Linked DNA regions of Mus musculus: region 2 is linked to region 1. A link is a contact called in public promoter capture Hi-C data. All regions are on one chromosome and are shown on one strand. Each heading gives the region's core, a stretch centred on a gene start, on an enhancer-like site or on the middle of the called end of the contact. The rest is flanking DNA. Distances are from core to core; before and after follow the strand shown. Region 1 holds the start of Syne2 (spectrin repeat containing, nuclear envelope 2). Region 2 overlaps Esr2 (estrogen receptor 2 (beta)).

Region 1 (2,596 bases), core at 37-2,536:
CGAGGAGGCCAGGTCTGCTTAACTGTGCCCCCACCCGAACATTCGAGCTCAGCCACAGAATTACCTCCAGCAAGAGCTTTGGGGGATGGAAACTTTTAGGGAAGCAGGTGGAGTTGCTTCAAATAAAACTTTTCAAACATTTGTTAAGTCCCACGGTTACTGAGAGCCTCCCCGGTTTGCCTCGAGCTACTACATGGTGCCTGTGCACAACCGCGCCTGCTGCCACTCCGTCCCGACGCTCCCTTCCACTAGGGGAGGGGAAAACAACTTTCGGAAATAAGGCGCGTCCACAAAGGCAAGTGTTACACTGGACTTCTCCACCTCCATCTCAGGCAGCGGCTCCTGTGGCCAGCAGCCCTGGATGCAATCCACGGGCCCCCTCCCACACTGGGCATCTTTTCAGACCTCAAGAGAGAGACCGTAAGGAGGACCAGGTGCTACCGTCAGACCCTAAAGGCAATTGTACAGACAACAAAGACCGCAAGCGATCAAAATGGAATTATAATCCCCGCGGTCCCAGCGCCCCCTCTCCGCCCGCCGAGACTCAGGGCCGCCGCGCCCGCCTCTTCTCTTCCAACGCAAGGGTCCCGCGTCCTGTCCACAGTGTGCGCCCCGGCTGCAGGTTCTCCGGTCCCCGGGGCTAGCCTCCCGCCGCCCGTGGTTTTGCAATCTCTGCGCCGCGGCTTCAGTGTTCTAACACCCGGTTCGAAATCTTTCCCGCCCAGGCGTGACGCGAGGAATGCAAACAATCAGCCGAGCGCGCCCGCCTGGACCGGGATAGGGGGACAGTGGGGAGTCCCGGGGCCGAGCTGGGTGCACCCGCGGGCCGGGCCCGGAGGTGACACAAAGAAGCCCGGGACACCAACGCCAATCGCTGGCGCTCGCCGCGATCCCCAGGGTGCCCCGCCCGCCGCTAAGTTTACAGCGCCCCGCGCGCCCCGCTGTCCCCTCCCGGGTGAAGTTTCCCACGGCCCAGCTGGGAGCCGGGCATCCAGAGACTCCCGTGGGCCCCCCGGGCTCCCCGCTGGGCTCTGGGGACTCCGCAGGGCTCGTGCCCGCCTCTTCCCCGCCCTCCCGCTCTCGCAGGGCGCTTTAGGGCGCGGAGCCCCCCGCGGCTGCGCTCACCGTTGTCTGCCCGGCCGGGAGGCGAGGGCCGGAGTTCGACCCGACCTACTCCGCGCCCCCCTCGCCTCGCTGCCTCGATGGCGCCCCTCGATCGCTCTCCCGCTCGCTCTTCCGTGCGGCCGAAGGCTTGCGGCGCAGCCGAGCGCGCTCCGCTCTGGACTGGAGGCTACAGACCACGCCCCGCGCCCTCCCGGCCCGCCCAGTCCCGCGCTCGCCGCCGCCCGGAGCAGCGCACTGGGGGCGGAGCCGCCTCCCTGCGGCCACCGCAACTTTCCCTCCGCCTTACAGACCCTTGCAGGTGGCGGGAGTGAGGAACTAACTCCGAACGCAGGTTCACGAGCCTCCGCCTCCGTGCCTACCCGCAGCTGGAGACAAAGGGGAGGCCGACTCTCCTAGAACACTTTTCAGGCGGGTTTCACTTCTTCACGGTGGGTGGATGCCTAGATCTACAAATCAGCGAGCCGACCGCGATCCGGTCCTTGAACCCAGGTGGAGCCTTAGAGAAACATGGACTTTTCATCGGCTTCTTAAGAGTGTCAGGAAGCCCAGACCTCGACCTCACCTACGGAGGTAAGATAAGGAGGTGCTTATTTAACAATGCAGATAAGTGACACCCCCCACCCTATTTCCCTGTCCCCCCCCCCCCCGCCCCGCGCGTGCCAGCCTGCAGGATGGGCTGAGGAGAGCCGCCTCAAACAACGACATTCAGGAGAAAGTGGGTCCCTGGGAATCTGTCCTGTAGGTGTCAGTTGGATTTTCCAGCAAATTACTCAATCCTGTGAACTCAGGATGACATCACCTGACTCCCACTCGCGTTTCGAGTCGCTGTTATAGTATTAAGACTCTTGAAGTCAGACACCAACGCATCACTTCACTGTTAAATCACAAAGAGGCAGTGGCCTGAGTTTCTATCGCAATCAAATTTAACTTCATGCAAGTCCCGCCTCATGCATATTGTGTAGCTGCAGAATCTTATCTGGATTGCTTAGTGCGCTACTGATGGCCCAAATTAAATGGTAAGGGTCGAAGATTAAAAGTTTGACGACAGTGGGTTCAGCTAATCCATGTTTCCGGGAAACGTAGGTTTTAATTCTATCCACACTCTCCTCTCTGCGAGTATTGAGGTGACACAAGTAAACTGTGAAAATACATGCTTTATTGTCTTTTTTCGCCGTACTATATCTGCATGGCATTTCTTGTATTCTAGGTTCACTCTGACCTTCCAAGTTCTTAGACTATTTGCTATGCATCCCGTAATGGCTTGGTGGGCGGAGCTCGAGGTGTGGTTCAGTGGGTAGCCTGCTTGCCTAGCTTTGATCCTCAGCACTTCATATAAACATGAAGTGATGGTGCCCACTTGTAATCCAACACTCAGGAGGTGGGGACAGGAGGATTGGGAAATCAAGGCTTGCCTCAGCCACATAGCAAGTCTGAGACCACGATGGGGTACAAAAGACTTTCTCAAAAAATA
Region 2 (2,596 bases), core at 43-2,542, 330 kb before region 1:
TTGTCTAGATGAGTGTTTTGCCTTTATGCATGTCTGTGCACCATGTCCATACAGTGCCCACGTAGGTCAGAAGAAGTCATTAGATCCCCTAGAGCTGGAGTCACCCTGCGGGAGCTGGGAACTGGTACTGGGTCCTCTGCCAGAGCAGCGAGCATCCTTAACCACTGTGCCAGCTCTCCAGGGCCTAGTCCTCCTCCCTTTATGCCTGGCAGGTTTCTGCTTTTCTGTAAATCCTCTGGTCACATTTGTCCTTCTCTACTGTCCTTAAAAAAATTTGAAATGGGGGCTGGAGAGATGGCTCAGCAATTAAGAGCACTGACTGCTCTTCTAGAGGTCCTGAGTTCAATTCCCAGCAACCGCATGGTGACTCACAACCATCTGTAATGAGAACCAATGCCCTCTTCTGGTGTGTCTGAAGACAGCTACAGTGCATTCATATACATAAAATAAATAATCTATCTTTAAAAAATTTAAAACATATATACATACACATTTAAATTAAAAATTACTTATTTCCCCCTCCCCACTTCCCCAAAAACCATGGCCTTTTTGTTGTTGTTTTACACACACACACACACACACACACACACACACACACACACACACACACACTGTTCAGTTCATTCAGTGTTACTTTTATGTATATGGTTTCAGAGCTGACCTCTTGGTTGGCAGCTTTTCCCTGGGAAAGACAATTTTTCCCAGTCTTAGCATGCTTAGTTGCCTGAGGTTCTTTGTCTATGGGAGGGGTCGCAGGAGATGTCCCCTTTCCACATTAGCATGCCTATGGGTGTTGTACTGGCTCAGGCCTTGTTTACCATATTGTTGAGGTCTCCTAGATATGGCATCCCTGTCACTTTTAGGAGCCATTCTCACGGTAAATTTCTTGGTCCTCTGTTTCTACAAGTTTTCTGCCCCACCTTCACCAATGTTCCCTGCCTTGTGTGCAGGGTTTGTGCTGTAGGTGTATCCACTGGGGCTGAGCACCCCACCAGTTTTTGTTCTCTGCTTTCTGATCAGCTGTGAACTTCTGTAATCGTCTGTCTATTGTAAAATGAAGTTTCATTGATGAATGGTGAGGACTAAGGTTATCTGTGGGTATAAGGATAGACATTGGCTCCAATCCGGTTTCATCCGGTTCTCCCACCGCCCCCTCGACAACGGGGTCGCAGAAGTTCGTGTGGTGGTAGCAGCGGTGGCGGCTTGGCAGTGCGGCTCCACGGTGACAGATCCCACCACGCGTCTCCCACCCCCGCCACGATGCCCAAGAGGAAGGTTAGCGCGGATGGAGCGGCCAAGGCGGAGCCCAAGCGCCGCTCCGCGAGGTTGTCGGCCAAGCCTGCCCCTGCCAAGGTGGACGCAAAGCCGAAAAAGGCCGCGGGAATGGATAAAGCATCAGACAAAAAAAGTGCAGATAAAAGGGAAGAGGGGAGCGAAGGGCAAACAGGCTGACGTGGCTGACCAGCAAACCACAGAGCTGCCTGCAGAAAATGGAGAGACGGAAAACCAGAGTCCAGCCTCTGAAGAAGAGAAAGAAGCTAAGTCCGACTAAGCATCCTTCACGTCTGTCAGTGGGCCCGCCTCCCTTCTTGTACAATCCAGAGGAATATTTTTATCAACTATTTTGTAAATGGGAGTTTTTTTAGTAGCTCTAGAAACATTTTTAAAAGGTGAGGGGATCCCACCTCATTCCATTTTTTAAGTGTAAATGGTTTTTTTTTAAGAGGTTAAATCATTTGCTGGTTGTTTATTTTTTGGTACAACCAGAAAATAGCAGGATACTGAATCAGGAGAGGCTGTGACTGTCTCGGGGGTCACCATAACATTCCGTAGATGGGGCTAGTTTTATATCCTTTAATACAAAGCATACTAAATGGCAATCTGGCATCCCAGTAGTGCATTTGTGTCTGGAATATTTTCAGTTCTATCTGGTCTCGTGTTTCTAGTAGAACCATTTTGTAAGAAAGCCAGTCCTTGGCCTTTGCCCTGTCAGAACTGTGATGTCTGTGGCCATGGCAGTCCATCTTCCTATAATAATAATAGTGATAATGTGCTGTGAAAGATGGAAGTCCTGAGTCTGTTCTGTGTGTGGCGTAACATTGTGAATTGGTGGGCTGAGGATTACAGGCATTTGGTTGTTATGAGAGGTCTTAGGGGAACTTGCAGAGTCAATGGAACAAGTTCAAAGAAAAACAATACGTAGCTCTTCATTTGTGTACATGAACACAATGTGACTTCAGAGTTTGGGTACGTGAACACAGTATATGGCTCTTTTTGGGTACGTGTAATAAGAATTGGAATGTCTGTACTCTGCTCCTTGACTGATAAAATCTGTTGTGAAAAAAAAAAAAGGATAGACATTTAGAATGCAGTTAGGACTGTATAGACTACTGCTCTAGGAAAGCGGGGCAGTGGTACAGTCTCCTCTAAGATCTATAACCTCTCTAGCCTCAGGCGGATGGGTGGGTCTTCTTTCCAATCTTGAAGGACCTGGAATTCTGCATTCACCCAAGATCAATCTTACTGCACTTACTTCCTTTTTGATTTATGAATCATATCTCTTACCTTAATTATTTTTGTTATTTCTGATCCTGCC

What was found. Promoter capture Hi-C pulls out the DNA fragments that hold promoters and counts their contacts.
Region 2: a promoter capture Hi-C map of maxillary cranial neural crest shows a contact between it and region 1. The contact joins the enhancer-like site here to the promoter of Syne2 in region 1. A contact is called at or near these places in 2 of 39 promoter capture datasets (cranial neural crest and maxillary cranial neural crest), 11 of 115 datasets of contacts at active chromatin or transcription factors (bone marrow-derived macrophages, craniofacial prominence, embryonic limb bud and 4 more) and 1 of 9 other capture datasets (embryonic stem cells).

Annotation. Positions count from the first base shown.
Region 1 is chr12:75,817,008-75,819,603 of GRCm38.p6, reverse strand. Syne2 (spectrin repeat containing, nuclear envelope 2) reads right to left here and starts at 1,286. Exons shown (of 116, transcript NM_001005510.2): 1 at 1,126-1,286. Gm40447 (collagen alpha-1(II) chain-like) reads left to right here. Exons shown (of 7, transcript XM_011244246.1): 1 at 1-107; 2 at 253-1,695. The coding sequence ends at 1,521.
Region 2 is chr12:76,151,292-76,153,887 of GRCm38.p6, reverse strand. The region is part of intron 4 of Esr2 (estrogen receptor 2 (beta)); the gene reads left to right. It also overlaps the pseudogene Gm7862. Among named protein-coding and RNA genes, the nearest start is that of Esr2, 25 kb to the left of the region's middle. Within about 2 kb of position 1,292, at least 10 of the 459 cell types and tissues checked have an H3K27ac peak or open chromatin away from gene starts, as enhancers often do.